Regions from separate parts of the Mus musculus genome. Here all the other regions are linked to region 1. A link is a contact called in public Hi-C data. All regions are on one chromosome and are shown on one strand. Each heading gives the region's core, a stretch centred on a gene start, on an enhancer-like site or on the middle of the called end of the contact. The rest is flanking DNA. Distances are from core to core; before and after follow the strand shown.

What was found. Hi-C and Micro-C count contacts between places; a contact is called where the count stands out from the background.
Region 2: a Hi-C map of stem cell-derived neural stem cells shows a contact between it and region 1, with 2.0 times the contacts expected there. The contact joins two enhancer-like sites. A contact is called at or near these places in 13 of 484 Hi-C or Micro-C datasets (the N1E-115 cell line, brown adipocytes, embryonic fibroblasts and 8 more) and 10 of 115 datasets of contacts at active chromatin or transcription factors (the NIH/3T3 cell line, astrocytes, bone marrow-derived macrophages and 6 more).
Region 3: a Hi-C map of cerebellar granule neurons shows a contact between it and region 1, with 2.2 times the contacts expected there. The contact joins two enhancer-like sites. A contact is called at or near these places in 2 of 484 Hi-C or Micro-C datasets (cerebellar granule neurons and uterus) and 1 of 115 datasets of contacts at active chromatin or transcription factors (fibro-adipogenic progenitors).

The regions. Positions count from the first base shown.
Region 1 is chr14:24,790,605-24,795,074 of GRCm38.p6, reverse strand. The region is part of intron 3 of Gm31838 (a long non-coding RNA gene); the gene reads right to left. Among named protein-coding and RNA genes, the nearest start is that of Gm31838, 12 kb to the right of the region's middle. Within about 2 kb of position 1,979, at least 104 of the 459 cell types and tissues checked have an H3K27ac peak or open chromatin away from gene starts, as enhancers often do. A contact at or near this core is called in the N1E-115 cell line, astrocytes, cerebellar granule neurons and 3 more, where this site is marked.
Region 2 is chr14:24,937,643-24,941,743 of GRCm38.p6, reverse strand. No RefSeq gene overlaps it. Among named protein-coding and RNA genes, the nearest start is that of Gm32068, 11 kb to the left of the region's middle. Within about 2 kb of position 1,998, at least 60 of the 459 cell types and tissues checked have an H3K27ac peak or open chromatin away from gene starts, as enhancers often do. A contact at or near this core is called in the N1E-115 cell line, astrocytes and stem cell-derived neural stem cells, where this site is marked.
Region 3 is chr14:24,958,533-24,962,522 of GRCm38.p6, reverse strand. It overlaps Gm32068 (a long non-coding RNA gene), which reads right to left. Exons shown (of 5, transcript XR_383267.2): 3 at 191-287. Among named protein-coding and RNA genes, the nearest start is that of Gm32068, 10 kb to the right of the region's middle. Within about 2 kb of position 1,457, at least 77 of the 459 cell types and tissues checked have an H3K27ac peak or open chromatin away from gene starts, as enhancers often do. A contact at or near this core is called in cerebellar granule neurons, fibro-adipogenic progenitors and uterus, where this site is marked.

The DNA of each region.
Region 1 (4,470 bases), core at 730-3,229:
ACCCAAACAACTGTGAACATAAGTGAGCAGTGCCAGTTCTGAACCTAATACATTTACCACCGTGGACACTTTGGGGACTCCATGTATGTATGTCCACCATATGCATGCCTGGTGCCTGAGGAGGCCAGAGGGAGTCAGATTCCCTGGAACTGAACTTACATAGGTCAGGTGATTCCTCCACATGGAATCTGAGAACTGAACCCAGGTCCTCTGCGGATGCTCTTAACCAACTGAACTATCTGTCCAGGCCCCGGAAGCTCCAGTTTTGAGAAACCACTCTCATAAACGGAGGGAACCTGGATCCCTGAATCAAGGGGTGGGAAACAGAGCAGTCAAGTAACGTCAGACAGTAAAGAAGAAACAAGCAAATAAAGCAGGTACGGGAGTGAACCTGACCCTCCGGGCCACCGGATGTAGGGCAGCCTGCCAACCCACATCGAGTGCTGCGTGAAGGAAAAACACACACAGAAAGTCACAAGCCACTGAGACCAAGGGCTCCGATGTCACTGTGATACAGCTCGGTCAATCCTGTTACAAAGGGTTTTCAGATCGAAGTAAAAGGCAGGGGGCATGGAGCACAGCAGATACTGGGGGGAATGATGTGAAACGGTACTGGTGTTGTTACTGATGTAGGGAACTCTTCCATGGTTTTATTCCAAGCATGTTTTAGAAAGGCTGCTGGAAGGACCTAAGGATAAACAAACATAGCCAGACACCAAAGCAGAATGGTTGTCTTCCACACAGTTCAGAGACAAAAGGCGCTGTGACAGGGTCTCAAAAGATTACCAATCAAGCCCTGGCCCCACCTCATGCTTCTGCCCTTTGATGTGCATTAGCAGGTCCCCAGCCTCTGGTGGTGGTCTACAGCCTCTTCCCTTGTAGTCTAGTCGCAGAGTCCAGCCATCCTGAAGCCAGCCCCTGATTCTCAGAAGCTCCTGCCCCACCCTGCCTGGTTACACCCTACTGCATACGCAGAGCCTGGATGCCAGACGCCAACCTCCCCCAGAGCTGGGCTCTGAAAACAGACCAGGCTACAGAAGTGTGGATCCAGGTTCTCTGCCCCCTGTGTGAGATGCCAATGGAGGAGTCTAGGGATCTCTGATGCTTTCAGCACCCTCTGCATGTGTGCCCTAGAGAGAAGAGAGGGGATATTTGCATCTCTGTGCCTGCCCTGGCCACATCCCCAGCCTAACCTCCAGCCCTATGAGCTGATGCAGGAGGAATTTATTTACGGGCTCATTATCCCTGTGACTCACGGCCAGCTTGAGTTGGGGTGTAACGAGGAGCTGGGGAGTGGTCCTGCAAGAGACTGTGCCCATGAGGCCTGGGAGGATGCAAGCCAGGATCCACAGGGCCTCACCACACCCAGAGCCAAGAGGGCAGATGGGAGGAGTGCAAAGGAAATGCCAGCCCTCCAGTTTGTCTTGGCTCTCGCAATTCTAGGCCTTTCCCAAACTCTGGGGTGAGTCCAACACAGAGGCCTCAAATGGAAGGTTTGGCTGGCAACTGTACGTCCCCAAATGTTCCAGGGAACTCGGGCGGATAGAGAAACACTGACAAACATCTTTCCAGTTTCTTTCCCATCAGGAGATCCCTGCCCCTTGGCCCTGCTCCATCAGCCCCCTGGGTGGGAGGTTTTACACAAACACAGGCTATGGCCATGAACTCATTCAAACATCTTTTGCAACCATTACTCTGTTCGCAATGAGTTTAACTTCATCCACTTTGGAGAGAAAAGCAAGGGACTCTATGAAGTGAGGCCCAGTCAGGGAGAGATTAACAATATTAACTAATGATAAAATGCAGCAGTTTAACATGATGTAACAAAGGTGGCATTAATATGTCCTTCTCCCTCTTCAAAGGCATCTCATCGCACGCTTCTTGTACACACATCTGCACTACTGCAACAGCTGACGTGACCACTGAGATGGTTATGACTAGTGGGAGGGTAGTATACACAGTGTGGATACGCGGGACAAAGGAACCAATCACATCCCAGGCAGAACTGAGCACAATGGCAGGATTACTTCATGCTACTCAGAGTAGCACACAATTTGAAACATTTATGCCTGGAATTTTCCATTTAATAATTCCAGGACATGGTTAGTCAACAAGTAACTGAAACAAAACAAAATCACAGTGAGGGAAGGGGGTGGGGGCTGCCTCCTCTCTCTGATTGCTGTCTGGATGTACATTGATACTGTACCTGTCAGAAAAACAGGAGCCACCCAGCTCTTTCAAGCAGGAAAGGATTTAATATAAGAAGTGGGTAAATTGTAACACTGGCCATGATTTCCCTCCGTTCTGTACCTAACACGATGGGAGTTTAGATGAGGGTAGGTCATGTGACTTAGCTTGCTTAAGAAAATATGACAGATGTCATACTATTAATAAGCTGAAGCCTCAAGAGACCTGACATTTCCCCACCAACCCTCCTGGAACCCTGCACAGTGCACTGCATGAACCCATGGCTAAGCTCAGTTACTGCTATGCAATGAGAGACCATCCAACCAATCAGCAGATGGGTCACCTTGTAAACAGATACAGATGCGTGAGTGCGCTCCACCAAGACCAGCGAAGCAATCTGCGGAGCCCAGCCCAGGCTCCAGTCCAATCCACAGTGTGGTGGGTTAAGTATATAACTGTCACTTTCAACACCTAAGTAGGAGGGTGGTTTCTAACTGATACAGAACACCGGGGACAGACAGACAAATGAACAGTGCTGGTACATCAAGTGTAAAGGTTCTGTACAAAAAGGAAGATGTTGCAGGACCAGCAGACACTGCTGTGGGGACTACAAGCATCTCTTCTAGTGTCTTTAAAGTATCCTATCTACCTAGTCCCACCCATCTGCCCATTCTAGCAGGAGGACAATGATATGGCTTCTGCTTCCTTTCCACTTCTGAATCTTACACCATTGCCTCCTGTTGAAATATTATAAAATTCATTCAAAGATCCTTGGAAATGTAGTTCTCAGAACTACAAAGAGAAGGTCACAAAAGCTGGAGACATAGGTCTACATTGCCAACCAGTAAACTCAACCCAACAACTAGTAACCAGGCCCAAGGCCCCACTATGTCCTAGACACTCTTCTGAAAATACTTAGTGGGGAGATGAGAGGGCTTTCTGCTCCCTGTCCTCCTTCCACTGTGCTCCATTGGCTCTAGGTGTCTCTTTGAAGTGATACAGGCACTATTAGCCCATTACATCCTCAGCCATCTCTACCAGTCCTAGTTCTGATTGATCCTTATGGAGGCCAGACGAGTGCATGTCTTCACCAACCTCTTTGGAGTGGACCACAGAAGGAGGAGATGCAGGATCTGGTTATGTTTGCTGCATCAAGACCTGCTCACTTTCTCTATCACCAAATTGACCTTGGACCTAAAAGAATGGCTGAATGTCCAGATGTTCAAAGATGCAGAGGGCTTAGATGGGACCTAAGAGATGACGTCAGCTGGCATAGCTTCCTCAGCTGCCATCCAACTGACTCTGCCCTTGTGTCTGAAGCACTGTGGTAGTTAGCTTCAGATGTCAACGTGTCACAACCTAGAGTCACCTGGGAGGAGAATCTTAATGGAAAATAATATAGGTCAGGTTGGCCCATAGATATATTTGGATGGGGTTTGGGGAGGGGGTTGATTGTTACAGGAAGTAGGAAGATCCACCTGAATGTGGGTGCTACCACTCCTTAGGCTGGGCATTGAAGTATGTGAGAGTGAGGTGAGGTGCATGGGCACAAGCAGCAAGCATGCAAGGATGCATTGTCTGTCTGCCTGCCTGTCTGTCTGTCTGTCTGTCTGTCTGTCTCTGCTCTGCTCTTGACTGTGATATGATCAACTTGAGTTCCTGCAAATCATGGACTGTAACCTAGAACTGTAAGCCAAATAAACCCTTTCTCCTCTGTGCCACATTCTGACAGGGTATTTGTCACATTAATGCAACAGAACGAGCACCCATTTTTGGAGCGGAAGCAGGTGAAAGATTTTGCTGTCAACTTGGCACAACATTGCAGAGGTAAGAAAACTGTCCCCAGGCACTGCCAAAGCCTAAAGATAACATGGTTGCAATGAAAGACTTGGGACCCTGGGTCCATTACATTACACTGAGGCCCAATCATATCAGCTTAGACTCATGACAAGCGGACAGGAACTGAGAAAGGCAGAGGCTCCCCTAGGAAGGACATCAGTTGTCTGAGAATGTGAATGTATGAGAAATGTGGGCAATGGATGCTCTGCAGACCTCTGTCTTAGAAGAAGACTGTTGAAAGAATATCTAAAGCTAGGTAGCATAGTTGAGGTTAGTTGCTGTGATAAAATACCATATACTATGACCAAAAGAAACTTGGAGAAGAAAGGTGGTTGTTGTTGTTGCTGCTGCTGCTGGGTCCAGGATCACCATTTACACCTGAGTAACTAACTCCAGGGTCACCATTTACCACTGAGAGAAGTCAAGGCAGACAGTCAAGGCAGG
Region 2 (4,101 bases), core at 749-3,248, 150 kb before region 1:
ACAATTTTCAACAGTCTCAGGACTATTTGAGTTCTATATTTCTTCTTGGCTTAGTTTAATAGTTTGTGACTTCAGAAAAAAATTGTAAGTTGACAGAGTTATACAAATTTATTCCTGGTACTCCTGTATGCTAATAAAATTATATCTGTTAATGTTAATAAAATTATATCTGTTGTGATCATATCTTTTTATTTTTTATATCAGTTATTTTTTTCTATTTTTCTATTTTTCAGCCTAGGTTGAGGTTTCAGACTTTTAATATTATTTTTTGGGAAAAAAAAAACCCTGTTGTTGTTGTTACTGTTCCATTAAAGTTTTTTTTTTTTTTCTGTTTTCCCACTTCCAATCTTATTGATTTCAGATCCCATCTCTGTTACTTCTTTATTCTGCTTACTTTGGGTTGGATCTCTTTGCTTTTCTGCTTCATCTGGGTGAGACATTGGGCAACTGGTTGGAAGCCTTCCTCTTTCATAACAACAGCGTTCTAGCCAAGCAGTGGTGGCGCACGCCTTTAATCCCAGCAGTTGGGAGGCAGAGGTAGGCAGGTTTCTGAGTTTGAAGGCAGCCTGGTCTACAGAGTGAGTTCCAGGACAGCCAGGGCTGTCTGTACAGAGAAACCCTGTCTCGACCCCCCACCCCCACCACCAAAAAAATAGAACTCCTCCCACCACGGCTCCTACTGAGCTCCTCCCACCATGGTTCTTGCTGCTCATGTCTGTTTTCTGCTCTATTTCCTGTTCGCTCCACAAGAGGTCTTTAAATTGTCCTTGAGAATTGACCCATGGCCTACTCGGATTTATATAAGTACTGAAATGTTCGTTCTCTCCTGCACCCCAGCCTCTGCATGCTACTCACAATGAGGCCATTTCAAGCTGGACCTTTAGAATAAAGTAATCAACATGAAGGGAACATCTTTCTGTGTTGTTTCTTTCAGGTGGGTTTTTGTAGTTTTCAGAACTATAAATGTGTTGTACTTGGTCATGGATTTTCTTGGGTTTGTATGAGATTCTACCTCCTGAATCTGGTTTCTCCTGCTAAATTTAGATCAGTAAGCCTTTACAGATCTTCATTTCTATAATTTCAGTAAGACATATCTTCTGATGTGGTCAGCTAGGTCCCTAAGACTTCCTAGTTTTGTCTATTTAACCTGTTGACCAAATTGTGTATGTTCTGTCCATCTGCCCTCTAGCTCCGTAATTATTTCTGCCCTTCTTCATCTTTGCTCTGCTTTTAAGTCCATTCAGATAAATTTTATTTGTTTGTTATTGCATTCTCTACAACATCCATTTTTCTTGCTTTTCAGTTTCTGTTTCTTTACTGAGATACCCTTTTCATTTGCTTGAAGAGAATTCATAATTACTTATTGATGAACTTTCACAATGACTGCCTTAAAGTCCTTGGCAGATCCTTCCGATATTTGAATCATTTTCCTGCTGGTTATCATCGTTACTCAGCATGTTCTCCTGCTTGCAATAGGACCTAGTTTTGTTATTGCTATAGCCTTGGCACTTTACACATGATGTCATGAAACTCAATTCTATTTGATTCTCTTCTCTGTTAAAAGAAACCAAGCTGTCCATTTTAAAAGACATGATGGAGAGCTGGAGGAGTCCCTGTATTCAGCTTCCAGCAGGGGCCACTGTCACTAAGGAGGCTAAAGTAAAGGGCTGACTCACTGGCTTTGTTGCTGGGGAGGAAGCTCACACAGCACAGAGCTGACACCAGGGACTGAAAGGGTCATAGTCTTGCTTCCCACCATCTATGCTCCTGTGTGGTGATCAGGAGGTAGAAGTGCAGCTCCTCTAACGGACCCACTGATTCCAGAGTAAGAAGGGAAAAGGGCCTGGACTCTTTCCTCTTAGAAGGCCCTTTCCTGGCTTCCTGAGTGTACCCTCAGCTCCCTACTGGAGGCCACTGATACAACCATGGGGGCACTGGCACGCAGACTGTTTCCTCTGGGAAAGGAATTAAAGAGCAGCTCCCCACTCAACCCAGCCAACGCTGTCTTGGCACAGAAATTGGAGCAGTGCCTAGTTCCGCTGGGGGGAGATGAAAGGTCTCTCTATTCCTCCCCATTTGGCATCGCTCCGATGAGGGAGCAGAGCCCTTTCTGAGCCCGTGAAGCAGAGGGAGACATGAGGGCCAGTGGAAGGCCAGTTCCTGGCTCCAGTCTGTAAAACTGTGTGTCTGTGTGTGTGTGTGCAGGTGAGGGTTTCTGCCAGTGCTCAGCTGGAGTAGTGCGGATATCACTACGAATAGTTTCTGTCCTTAGGGTGCCCTGGATCTGGTCCTTTAGTTATGGGTAATAGGTTTCCTCTCTCTCTCTCTCTCTCTCTCTCTCTCTCTCTCTCTCTCTCTCTCTTGCTCGTTCTCTCTCTCTCCTTTCCATTCCTGTTGTTGAAGTTTATGGGTCAGAAGCCTCAGCAGCACCCGACTGGCATATGTAGTGAACAAGAAGGAAACTGAATACACGCCATAGCTCCTCTAGTTCCCAAAGCCCTCCCTCCTCCCTCCTCCCTCCTCCCATCCTCCATGGTTCTCCCACACTTGTCTCTTCTCTCACACCAAGAGGTCTTCAGCTTCAGCAAGGGCCTGGGGTGAATGATGGTACTCTAGTTTGCCACAAATGAAACTCAGAAAAGCATCCCAGCGTTCACTTTTAGAAGGAGACTGGTGGTCAATATCTAGCTTGGACCCAGCAGCAGCCAGCTTACAGCACAGCCATGGCCATGGTCCCACAGGCTCAGCTCATGGCCCTGTCAATCACAAGAGCTCTCCCTAAGGGTACCTAGTTTTTGTTTTTCTTTCTCCTTGCACAATGGATTAGTTTCTCCTGAGAAATTCACTCCATCTTCCACCAACTGGCAGAACAGTAGCGACCTGCTCCTACAGGGTAAAGCTGAATTTTCCACTGGGGTATGGTGTAGCCTGTGTGTTTTCCCTTCTTTAGATAGCGAGTCCTGCTTTCTTTATCACACCAATCAGGTAAATTTTTTTTTCTAGCACTAGTTTTCTGGCTCCCTAATGCCACTCTGACACACAGCGATTCAATCTGTTTCTGACACCGATGACTATAGGGCAGTGTAGACAGTCTAGGCCAGTGCTTCTCAATGCTGTGACACTTTAATACAGTTCCTTATGTTGAGGTGATCCTCCAACCATAAAATTTTTTTATTGCTATTTCATAACTGTGATTTTGCTAGTTATGAATTGTAAATATTTTTTGGAGCTAGAGGTTTGCAAAAGGGGTCAATCCTTCATGGCAGTCCTGACTTTAAACACTATTGTCGAGTTCTAGCCTGTGGGTACTTCTGATAGTCCAGCTATAAATGCAGGGATCCACATAACTACATCCTACTCAGCTTCAGCATTCATGAGGATGACCCCAGATCTCAGGGCAACACTCTGTTAACGTTTGCAAGTACGCCATCAGATCTACAACTTGGAAGCAGATAGAGAAATTGGAAGAGATGTCTAGGGAAGGCTGTGAATGAAGAAAGATCAGTCTGGAACTCCGATGCCTGCTCTGAGAATGCAATCCTCCCACATCCCTGCAACTAGGAGTAGTCCAAGCCCTGTCGTCTAGCTGCACTAAGTAGACTCCACTGCATAGACCCAATGGATTAGCCATCACTGTGAGTGGATGAATGAGTGAACTCCATTCTCTCCCTGATTCCAGGAGATCTGAATGTCCCCATTCTGGAGCCAAGACCTGGTTCTTGACCAGACCCCATCCTGGAATGGTCTAGAGGCCACCAGTCACCTCACCAGTATGCAGAAGTCACTCCTGTCATTTGGGAGAGTCTGATGGTGTTAAAGATCCTGTGCCAGGAACAGGGGGGGAGTACAAATGTGTTCTTTTATCTCACCATACTCTATTACTGAGAGCTACTTGTGATGTCAACATCACATTTTTGTCTCTGCTGGATAGTTTTTATTGTCAACATGACAAAAACCTAGACACACTTTCAGAGAGGGAATCTCCATTGAGGAATATTTCTATTGGATTGGCCCGTGAGCTTGTTTTTAGGACATTTTCTTAATTGATAATGGAAATGGGAGGGACCAGCTCCCTGTGGGCGGTGCCATCCCTAGGCAGGC
Region 3 (3,990 bases), core at 208-2,707, 170 kb before region 1:
CTTAGCAGCTTCTCTAGTTTGAGAGGCCCTTGTGAGCTTTCTCTAGACAAGGTGAGGACAGCCTCTGTGAACGTGGTACCCGTGGAGCAGGCAGTCATGGTCCTGGCTGCTGGTGTGTAGGACAGGTGATCCATGTCTCAATTTAGTCACTAAAACTGTCCTCAGCAAATCAGGACACTTGGATACTCACCCGTGGCCAGCTTGGGTAGCCCTGGTCTCATGACTCCAGCTCTTTAAACCTGCCCACTTGCTAGGGCTGGTACCACTTCAGGACAACCCAAAGGCTCCTGTGGACAAGCCAAAACAAAGGAGACCTTGGCCGAGACTGGAACAATGTCACTTCTTCCCACTGGCCAGACATCTTCAGCCTCAAATCTCACCTCATTGCTTTAGAGCAAGCCTCACTCCAGGCTGCTCCATTTTTTTCTGGATCTTGACTTAGGTATGTTGCCCATTGTCCAAAACAAGCTACAAAGCTGAGCCCCAGGTTAAGAGGTATGGAAACTATTCCGCTCCACATGGGCCATGGCAGGGCCATGGAAATGGAGAGGAATGGTATTTGGGGCCAGTCATTCCAATGCAACCCACAGGCTCACCCCAAGCTCCCTCTGCATGGAAAGATGCTGGACTCTATCCACGGGTGATGTAAACTTCCTGTCTCCTGACTCTTCCCAGGGAAACCTGGTCCTGGGACCTGACCCTGGCTCAGCTTCCCCATCCAGCTCCTTCAGCACACATGTTCTCAAACTCTCCCTATCCCTCGCTCCTCCTCTTTCTCCTCCTCTCCCTCCTTCCCTTCCTCTTCCTGTCCCTCCACCCAGCAGAAGCATCTGGAAAGGGAGGGATGATCTTGCATCTGCCTCTTCACTAGACTACCCTGTTGCCAAGGACATCTCCACATAGCAGGCTCTGCCTCCCTCTTGCCTGGCAGAGTCTGCTGATCCTGGTTCACTATCTAGCATCGTGCCTGTCACCCTCGAACCCTGTACTCTGGCTGCAGTTCCCAAGCATCTATAACCCATATGTCAGCTGAGGCCTTTGGGCCCTAACTATTTGGGCAGGCATGGCTTCAACCTCTAATTCCAAGCTCTGAAAAAGGCAACAGATTCCTGCCCCTAACTACCTCCGACTCCTGGAAGGATCTTGGACACCTTTCTAGACCAAGCCTGTGTCCCAAGAGCTCACTGTCTACTGGTATATAATAAATGTCAGAATTATATTGAGGCCATCAAGGCAAGGACGACCAACAACATTACGAAACTCAAAGCCTCACAGCCCACAAGATACCTCTCTGGCTCTGTTTTCTCATCCCTCCCTCCCCTCCTTCCTGGCTCCCTCCCACAAGACCCACCCTGCAACTCCTATTGGGTCCATCTGCTGCCTCTTGAACCAACGTGAATCTCTGCTTCAGACTCTGGAGGAATTGAGGGAAATGATTTCCTCATCTCATTCCACATCAATTACTTCTGACCATGCCTTAGGTCCCAGGGCCATGTCTGTCCCCAGCCACCCAGCAAGCTTCTGGGCTCTGGTCCCAGTCAAATGTAGGAAAGCAAAAACCATGAGCAGACCTTCAAGGGAAAGAATTATAAAAGAGTCTCATCTCTTTAAAGACTACGCAGCTGACTCACACTGCATCCTGAAGTTTATAGCACTGTCTCCACAACACACGGTGGGGGCTGGGGTTGTAGCTGGCTGACACCCGCCAACCTGGCTCCTGAGGCCCACCCACAGTTAGCCCCTAGCCCTGATCCACAGACTTGGAAGCCAGCAGAGTTCACACACTGAAGCCTCTCCGAGCCTGGCTGTCCCTTCAGAAGCTGACCCTGCCTGACAAGTCATGTGTCGTTTTAGAACCCTGCTCCTTATGGGGTAGTCTCCATGGGCTGGGGACATTAAGGAAAATACAAGAAATGGGAACGGAGGAGGATTCTGAATCCTCTGAAACATGCTACCCTAGAGGGAGATACTAGATCCCTATTTGTTGAGCTTAAGAAATGCCAGCTGATTTCAACACACTCCTCAGTAAGTCCCTGATTAAGAAGGCAAGACACTGTCACAGGAGACACATGCCTCATCTCCATGCCAATGCAGTGGGTCTCTGGATAAGCCCAGCTGATGGCACATGTTTCTTTCCCTGGCACAGACAAGCATGGAGAACAGATACTACTAATGCCCACTCCTCGGGCCTCAAAGCAGGCAGGGAGCCTGGTAGCTTCCATAGAAGGGCACAAAGGTTCTGCAGCTGTGCTGAGGTCAGGGACAGAGGCCTGGGCTCAGCAGAGAGAGCCAAGTGCCTGGTCCAACTGCTACCGCTGTGAGTTGGGCTGCATGCCGGAGGCAGACGGTACAGGGCCAGCCAGCCTTTCATCACTGCCTGGGCCAGGCCTGCAGTCTGCAGCGTGCCCTCCCCTCCCCTCTCACCACAGGCTTGCTCTCTCAGCCTCCATCACTGCCTCTTTCTACTCTTTCTTCCTCTGCCTCTCTTATCCTCTCTAGGTCCACCCACTTTTCCTCCTCCTCCCCCCCCCCCCCCACTCTGTCTCTGTCACCTGTTTGCCAGCCTCTTTCTACCTCTGTCTGAGTCAAAGTTCAGGGGAATAGGAGAGAAGGAGGTCGAGTTCTAAAGAAATCCCAACTAAAATCACGCAGAAACCTACTATGGTTTGTGACTCTACCCTCAAGTTTATTTTAATCACGAACACACAGTGCAATGCCATTGAGGGGTGGGCCTTTACAGGGTTTGGTGTTTGTTAGGGAAGACCCTCATGAATGAGACTGTTTCCATTATAAAAGAGGTTTTGGGGAGGGGAAAGGGTTGCCTACCCCTGTCACCAAAGGACATTTGTAGAAGGTACTGTCTGTGATGTTAGAACTGGGTCTTCTGCAGACATGGAGCCCACCCAGGCAGCAGGCTCTGCTTGGTGCCCCTGGGCAAGGAAAACGCTACAGTATCAGGTTCATACTGGCACCCAAATCATCTTTTGGGCTCTGTTTCTGCTTTGACAGGGCTCCAGTGCATACACACAGGTGGATTTGGGGATCTGCTGCATACCCTGATGTTCCCTATGGGCAGGGGCAACCCAAAGAGAGGGCCAGGAGAGGTAGAGGGTGTAGCCAACTGTAATCCCTGGAGGGCAAAGTCAGAGCTTAGCCTGGGATGACTATCAGTCGCTTGTCACTGTAACAAATGACCCTAGACAATCAGTTTAGCAAAGGCAAGGGGTCATTCCAGCTACTGTTTTCACAGTGAGAGTGTGGCAAAGGAAGGTTTTCACCTCGTGGTGGATAGGAAGCAAATGGGCAGTGGGTGATACACACACTCAGTGGTGTAAATTCTTCCCATAAGATTCCACATTTTGAAAACTGTACCACTTCCTAGTAGCACAATAGGATGAGAAATAAGCCTTCTCCACACCTATCTTTGGAGGACAGCCTACATCCAGCCTGGCATTGTTTCAATACAGATGCTTACCCGCCAAGGCTCATGCATGAAGGGCCCGGTGACACCTAGACAACATTGGATGGCTCCTTCTCCCTCAGTGGATGCATCTAAAGCTGCATGGGCCACCAGGAGGTGAGGCCTGATTGGAAGAAACACGCCACTGGAGGCACACTCTCGAAGGGCCTGCCTCCTCTCCAGTCCCTTTTCTGTCTGCTTCCTAACTGCCATGAAGTGAGCAGCTTCTCTACCACAGGGTGTTATCCCTGTGTACTGCCCCTATGGTCATGTGATCATGGACTGACACCTCTGGTATAGTAAGCAAAAATTGTTTCTTTTTAAATTTGATTTTATAAGGCATTTATATATACGTATAAATTATAAAATTATTATACATATGATATATATTGTTATATATCTATACCATTTATATATGTGTGTGTGTATATATATATGTATATGTATATATGTGTGTGTGTATGTAGACACACACACACACACACACACACACACACACACACATTTCTTGAGCAATAGAGGCAGAGAGG